2 separate regions of the Mus musculus genome follow, and region 1 is linked to region 2. Evidence: chromatin contacts called from public HiChIP or PLAC-seq data. All regions are on one chromosome and are shown on one strand. The core of a region is the stretch at or near the end of the contact, and the rest is flanking DNA. Distances in the headings are between cores, read along the strand shown. Region 1 overlaps Pde11a (phosphodiesterase 11A). Region 2 overlaps Pde11a (phosphodiesterase 11A).

Region 1 (3,858 bases), core at 102-2,601, 87 kb before region 2:
AGAGGAGAAACAGAAGCAGCGTCTGTTTAGGGAGGGCAACTGGAAGACTCACTGATGGAATCCTGAAGGATTTGCAAAATGAGCTACTTGTAGGGCCTTTTGCTCCCAGTTTTCTCTCCTGTTGCTTTTCTCCTCTAAGAATGACTTCATAGCTTTAAGAGCTCTGAAATTCCTTTAGGGATCCCTAGGCCAGAGTGTGGCTCGGTAGACAGAGTTAGATAACAGATGATAGGGAGTAGGAATTGTGCTTCAGCTTTTATTTTCCCCAAGTCATCCTTTATTCCAGGCAACCCTATTCTGGGTGTCCCAGAGGTGTCTCACAGGTGTTCCTGTGCGGTTGATCTGCATAGGCGAGCAATACACTGCCCCTGGTGGCCACTTCTGGAACTGCTCTGTGTGTCTTGGCGCCTTTGTGCAGACAGAAAAAGACCAATACAAACCATGGCATTTCTACTGGGGTTCAGAGAAGTCCCAGATAAACGTCTCTTATTCCTCTTATGCTGCAAAAAGTTCAGGGAACTAGTCCGTTCAGTTTTTACTGGGATATCCCATCTGCCAGAAATCGGATGTTCTGAGATGGGCATGAGCCTCGGATTTTGACTTCCTTTTGAGAGTTTCTCAAGGTTAGGCCCAGCACAGCTGGGTATTTTTAACCCCTGGAGGAGGAGGCATTCTCTCTCATAGGCCCCAGGCCTTTCCATAGGTTGCTGCAGAGCCATCCCAGTTTGCATTCTTGCCTAATCATATCTACCTGATCCAAACGGATCCACTAGGTCTTGAACCTAAATTCCTACTGGACCTGTTCTAATAGAAATGCCCAAGTCTAGTAGCTGGCAGGACAAGCGTGATCGCTTTTATAGACAGGCATGTACACAGGGATTCACTCATGTCCTTCCCACCTCTAAGTATGCATGTGAATATGTGCCTTAAGTTCCAAGGACTTTCCAGTTCTCTTCATTATCGTTCGTTTTTTCAGAGTTGGACTAAAAAGCCAGGCGTGGTGGCGCACGCCTTTAATCCCAGCACTCGGGAGGCAGAGGCAGGCGGATTTAAATGTGACAGGCATGGTTTACATATTATATAGCTTTTGGAATCTTTGGTTTCACTCCCGTTAACTTTTCAAAACTGTGACTTTCCCAGTTAAAGACTGATATACACCATCTTAATGTTAACTCTGAGAACTGTGCCCCTAAAGCTGAGAGTGTTAACAACTCAACGTCTGGCTCATTCGATTGAAAGGAAAAAGCCCCAAAGGCAGGAAATGTGGGTTTTGGTTAAGAGTGGAAGCTCTAATGCTCTGAATGCTTTCTGTGCCCCAGGTTATGCAAATGTATCTTCCGTTCTGTGGAATCGCCATATCTAATGCTCAGCTCTTCGCTGCCTCAAGGAAAGAATACGAAAGAAGCAGGGTGAGTAGCTAGCTTCAAGCTCGCTGTCTTCCTGGCTTATGTGAGTCACTCCATCTTTTAAAAGTAGCGGATGATCATTGTCTAGTCTGAAGATCATTCTTGTTTGTGCAAGCCTGGAACGACAGGGCTGAAGATCCCTTTAAACAATGCATGAGTTATGGTTACAAGAAAATACACATTTTCTGTTGTTGTTTCTGGGAAATAGAACTGGTTTCTTTTAAAAAAGGAAATCAACCCACGTCTATACTGTGTGGCAGCGGATATTTATCCTCTGTGCTCTTAGCTTTGAAACAGCAGCAGTTTTAGTTTAGTTCCTTCAAGGGGCACAATTTCACTCCTTGCAGATTCTTTTTCTAAGGTTTTCTAGAAGAAGCAATCTAAGGCATGTAGGACCATCAAAGAAGCACTGCTTTGTAGGGACATTAGAGGCAATGATCTTATATACCTTTAGGAACTGTAGACTCACACAGTAAAATGTACCCACAGACTCATACAGCCTTAAATTATCAACCAGAGATCGAGGTTCACTCTACATTTATATATATGAAGATCATTGTTACAACCCAGAAACAAACTCAATAAGAAAATGTTAAAAATGGATTAAATCCCTCAGCCAATGAAATAGATTAAAGTGTATTTACAAAAGCATCATGACAGTGACTATTTGATAGTAAGCATATGAATACTTGCTGACCACACAGCCGTCTTCCTTAGCAGGGCGTAGTGTGCCCTTCCTCCACCTGGGTCTCCTGTTCATTTTAGAACCATTTCTTGCTCGACTATTCCTTTCATTTCCTATTCCAGTGATGTTTCTGTGACTTCCAGATAACAGCCTGTTTGTTTCATCTTATCACACTCCTACCTCCACCCCACCCCCACCCCCACCCCCTTTCTCCTCTGTTTCCAATGACTCCTCTCCCTCTGCCAACTGCCTCACAGGTCCCAGTGCATCTTCCTCTCCCCACTTCCGGTCCTTCCTTGTTCTAGTGCAGGTACCCATCACGTTATTATAATATTTGACGATGGCCCTCTTCTGTAATCCCATTATTCCTTAAGGGAAGCTTCTTGTACTAAGACAGTCCTTTCATCCTTGTGGATGGCACAGTTTACTTATTCATTGAACAAATACATATTGTGTAGTTCTCATGAGATACTGTCTGTCCTTACAAAGCTTACTAGTCTAGTGGAAACAATAGATAATAAAAAAGAAAAAGAAAAGAAAAGAAAAGAAAAGAAAAGAAAAGAAAAGAAAAGAAAAACCACACAATGTCAGACAGTGATAAGCGTTATAAACAAAGATAAAGGGAGAGAGATGGACAGGCACAGTTATGGTAGGTTTGATTAAGCAGATTATTTATTTTTTGGAGCTGATGGGAAGGTGTCTATAGGGAGTTGATAGAAGGAGAATGAAGTGAGAAGCCCAGCCACTGGAAGACCTGTGCAGAGTGTCCAGACCATGACACAGCAGCTGCAAAGACCCTGTGTTGTTGGTGGATAGGGGGACTTCAGGAATCCGAGGAGAGGATGAAAGACAAGCCAATGAAGATAAGAAGCTGAACCCAGGGCTACTGGGGAGAAAGGCCTACGGGCAAGTCAGGAACTGTTAATTTTAAGGCTCCTAGTAGAAAGCCAGTAGGAGACTTTTGAGCTGATTGCAATTCATTTAAAAAAAAAGCAAACACCATGACCTCCTTGGAAGCAGGGAAGGGCTGGGGAAGATTGGATAATGGGCAGTGACAGAAGACTGGGAGGGGAGCCAGAAGACTCCATTGAAGTCTAGAGACAAGGTGGATGGCATTAGGGCCATAAGAAGTGAGGAACTCCCTCCAAATCTGTGGCAAAACATTTAGGGCTTGCTGGTGTGGGGGACAGCGAAGGAGACTTTGGGCTTATGCACAAGTTTGTGGGCAGCAGAGACTTGGAATATGGAGCTACCCTTGAGGGAGTGTAATATTAGGGGTGGAGATCGTGTAAAGCCAGGAGACCTGCTGAAGGAATCTGGGAAGACTGTGTGGAGACGAAAGCAGAGCAGAGGAGGATCCAAGAGTCAGCTCAGGAGTAGAAGGGAAGGGGGCGCACAGCTGGTTTACACAGAAGTGAGGTCAAGAAGCAGAGCCCACCACCCTCGGAACTGCTCCCACAGGCTCTCCAACTGTTGGATCATTCTAGATGTGCCCTCTTCTCCTCCTCTCCTGGAGCTAGCCTTTTTGCTATTTGTAAAATCTTTCACCATTCGTTAGCAAAGCAGCAATTTTTAATTAGATAGAATGAAATTGCTGTAATGTGATTTGTCAGTGCAAGACTCCGGGGGCATTAATTTCCCTTTTGAGAGAAATGTTCTTGTGGAGAAGGTCCAGAGGCTCTCCACGCAATCATAACGAATTGAAAAGTTAAATAATTGTTCTGTTAATATGATCCATCTGAAGAAATAATCCGAGTGATTAAGGTA
Region 2 (3,663 bases), core at 529-3,028:
TTGTTCCTCCTACAACAGAGTGTAGAGTGCATCGCGAGCTGACTCATAGACCTTAAATTGTTCCCCTATTCCCTATCAAAATACAAATGTCCTGGCCTCTGGGGCCCTTGGAAATCTCACACCAAACTACTTCCCTACCCCTGGCTCTCATTTCTCTTCTCAGAGAATTGTATGCTACTTACACACTCAAATGCTTCATAGTCTACAAATCAGCCACCTGCCTGTCTGCCAGCTGATCCTTAATGTGCCCTCAGCTTTCATTATTCTCCGTCCCAATTATGCCTCCCCACTCAGGACCATTCCGATATTCGGAGCTCAATTTAAATGTACTCCAGAAAACGTCTAGTCCCGTGGCTGTCTTTCTTTTGCCCTGCATGATGCCTGTGTATGTTCCTCTGTCTGAAAGTGTGTACCCTGAAGTATGTGATTGTTTTATTTCTCTCCCCTAGTGTTTTTTTTTTTTACACAATTGGTACTCAGAAAAAAAAATGCATACGATAAGTGAAAGCATTTGAGCTGCGTCCACTGTGGTCTTCCAGCACAAGAATCCAAAAGGGAAACCTTTGACCCTTTGAGATTGATGACAAAAGTCTCGCTGCCCACAAACTGGCAGAGCATCTCCTCTGCATTCCCCATGCCATGAATAGAGTTGGTTTTGTGTGGAAGGAAGGAGGGCTGGCTTCAAAGATCTCTTTCCAGACTTTGTGTGAAGCCTCCCTCTATTAGAGTTAAGGAGCCTCCTGAAGTAAGAGGGGAGAGATGAGTCTCCCTGAGGAATCTCCTAAACTCTGAGGAAAATCTCCTCTGGTTGGAAGAGTGAAAGAGCTGGACTCCTAGCACGTGATCAGATACTAATTTCTTCTTTCCTGCCCATTTCCCTTCTCCCTGATCCATTGAGCCAGTCAGTCTTCACTCCTGGACGAAGGTGGTCTTAGATGCATCTTCTGACACACTGAGGTATTGAGTATATATATTGCCTTCTTTCCTGAAGTTAGAAGCCTGTTGCCAAGAGAGTTTACAATGAGCTTCTTTTATTTCCTTATTCTTCCTTCCTGCCCTAAACAGGCTCAGAGCAAGGGAGAAGTGGGGTGGAGATGCAGAGCCTCTGTGAGAGGTGTGTCCTCGCCTGACTTCCGGCTCTCTCTGTGCAGAAGGACTTGTTTGCACAAACCCTCCAGACAACTCCGTGGCGAGCCCTCTCCTGTCGACAATTCCCGATGTTGTAGCTTTGCCCCTCCTGACAGGGACTGACCTTCAGTGATCCATGCATCCTTCCCTTCCCGAGACACAGCTCATCCCTCTAAGTCTGGGACAGGGTTCTTTTTTATTCCTTTGTAGTTGTGGCAAAAATAAGCACGACATGGAACTTACTATTCCAGCCATTTTTCAGCACTCAGTTCAGTGGGTCTAAGTGCTTCACATTGTTGTAGAGCCCTCACCACTCTCTGTCTCCCAACCTGAGACAACATCCACAGCACATCTAACTCAGCTCCCTGTCACCCATGGCAACCACCCCTTTGCCCGTGACTCTGATTTCACTAGGAAGCTCCTGTACATAGAATCACGTGTCCCCTTTCGACCACCTTCACTTCACTGTGACCCATGCTGTTCTAGCTGCTAAGGATGGAGCAGTGGGAATATAAGTGCTATTTATTATACTCTAGCAGAAAACGGGAATAGGTAAACAAGATACCAAGAGAGCGTCACAGTAAAGTGCCATACAGGAAACTGTGTGATGTCTGGTGAGGCTGCATGCAGGAACTATTTGCTGAATGAATCAAATCCAAGAAAGTACAGGCAAAGATTATAATCATAAAGTACAGGAAGAATCTCCTTCCAGCACACACTGTGGGGTGCCACTCCTGGGTGTTGACAGTAATAGTTACAGCAATTCCTGTCCCCACCCTCATTCAGGGCTTTACTTGCAATAACTTCCCCAAGCCCCTGGGTGAAAGTCAATTCCTCAGAAGTAGGTGCCAGTTCAGAAGCCAGAGGACCAGGAAGGGATTGATTTTCTGATTAGTGCAGATGCCTGGTCTCCAGGAAAGCGCTTTGACACCAGAGAAGGAATAGCACCCTCGTGGGGCGGCTTGAAGAACAGCTCTTTCCTGTCTTTAAGCACTATAAAGCCAATTTTATTTTGTTGTTTTGGTTTGGTTTGTTTGTAGATACCATTGCATCTGTCTAATACTTAACAAAATTCCTCAGATCCAATATTCAGTCTTAGGGAGGGCTCCTGTGTTTTCCTTTAGGTGTTGTGGAAAGCAGAGGACCTCTATCAACATCCAACCAGATACTATTTTTTAAGTACATCTTATTTTAGAGCATTTTTTTCACTTTTCATTGTGTTTTATTTTGAAGATTTGTTTTCTTAATTATGTGTCTGGCTGTATGTACACATGAGAACGTGTGAGCACAGCGGCCAGAAGATGGCATTGGATCCCCCGGAGCTGGAATTACGGACGGTCTCACACTGCCTGGTGTGGGTGCTGGGAACCGACCTTAGGTCCTCTGGAAAAGCAGCTGGTACTTTTTTTTTTTTTTTTTTTTTTTTTTTAGTTTTTTTAAGATAGGGTTTCTCTGTGTAGCCCTGGCTATCCTGGAACTCATTTTGTAGACCAGGCTGGCCTCAAACTCAGAAATCCGGCTGCCTCTGCCTCCCAAGTGCTGGGATTAAAGGCGTGCACCACCACGCCTGGCGTAGCCAGTACTCTTAATTGGAGCTCTCTCTCCAGATCCCTACACGTTAGAGAGTGATTTGTTCTTATTGGTTAAGAATGTCACGCATATATGCCATATGTAGAACAATTTCATATTAATAGAAAACTTAGAGAGAGAATGTAGCCTCCCCTTGTACCCCGCATCATGTTTCCTCTACCTTTACCATTGTACATTATTATTATTACTGTGTTTGCTGTAGTTGATGATCATTGCTGTACTCTGTCTCCTAGAGGGCTCCTTTGTTCACCTTTCCTGATTCTTTACCAAATACCTTTCCTGTTCTGGGTCCCAAGATTCCCTGTTGTCTTTAGATATCATGCTTTAAGCTTCTCTTGGATGTCCACATTTCATGATTTCCTTTTTTAAAAAGTATTATGGCTTGTTTTGGAAGGGAGTTAGTAATTTTCTTATTTTTTTCTGAGAACTTCACACATGACCACTGTATCTACATCACTCTTGCCTCTCCCTCTCTCCCTTAAACTCCTCTCTGGTTCCCCCTCCCCCAAGCTCATTATCATTTCTTTATGTTACACACATGCATGCATACACGCACACACACACACTTTAACCTACCTAGTCCACTTAGCTTTGATTGTATGTCCATGAAACAGTGTTCCAGAGTGAGCACTTCGTATGTCTCTCTATCGGGATTGGCTGCCGTTTTCTCAAGCTTAGACTCTGATTCTAGACGATGGTGAGGACGGCCATGGGTGACATGGGTGGTTCGCATCAGAATGACTTACCCTTGACCTTGACACCCTGGCTGAAGTAATGCTCTCAGGCTTCCCACTGCTGCTCTGAGCTGCTCTGATACCTTCTTTCCTTAACTGCACTCTTTGGATATGCAAAGCTATCCCCAACAGTGGAGTGCTATGTTCCATTTCCTTGAGGGGGAACTAGCTACTCAAATTACTTAGTATTTGTTTTCTGCATAATCTTCCC

Evidence for each region. HiChIP or PLAC-seq counts read pairs in DNA pulled down with a chosen protein or histone mark.
Region 1: a Foxp3 HiChIP or PLAC-seq map of regulatory T cells shows a contact between it and region 2, with 5 times the contacts expected there. The contact joins two enhancer-like sites. A contact is called at or near these places in 2 of 15 datasets of contacts at CTCF or cohesin (CD8 T cells and pro-B cells), 18 of 484 Hi-C or Micro-C datasets (CD4 T cells, CD8 T cells, the G1E-ER4 cell line and 8 more), 8 of 115 datasets of contacts at active chromatin or transcription factors (CD4 single positive thymocytes, CD8 T cells, Th2 cells and 3 more) and 1 of 9 other capture datasets (embryonic stem cells).

Annotation. Positions count from the first base shown.
Region 1 is chr2:76,212,869-76,216,726 of GRCm38.p6, reverse strand. Pde11a (phosphodiesterase 11A) reads left to right here. Exons shown (of 20, transcript NM_001081033.3): 3 at 1,320-1,409. Among named protein-coding and RNA genes, the nearest start is that of Pde11a, 120 kb to the left of the region's middle. Within about 2 kb of position 1,351, at least 41 of the 459 cell types and tissues checked have an H3K27ac peak or open chromatin away from gene starts, as enhancers often do. A contact at or near this core is called in CD4 single positive thymocytes, CD8 T cells, Th1 cells and 4 more, where this site is marked.
Region 2 is chr2:76,126,691-76,130,353 of GRCm38.p6, reverse strand. The region is part of intron 9 of Pde11a (phosphodiesterase 11A); the gene reads left to right. Among named protein-coding and RNA genes, the nearest start is that of Gm52518, 92 kb to the right of the region's middle. Within about 2 kb of position 1,778, at least 29 of the 459 cell types and tissues checked have an H3K27ac peak or open chromatin away from gene starts, as enhancers often do. A contact at or near this core is called in CD4 single positive thymocytes, CD8 T cells, Th1 cells and 4 more, where this site is marked.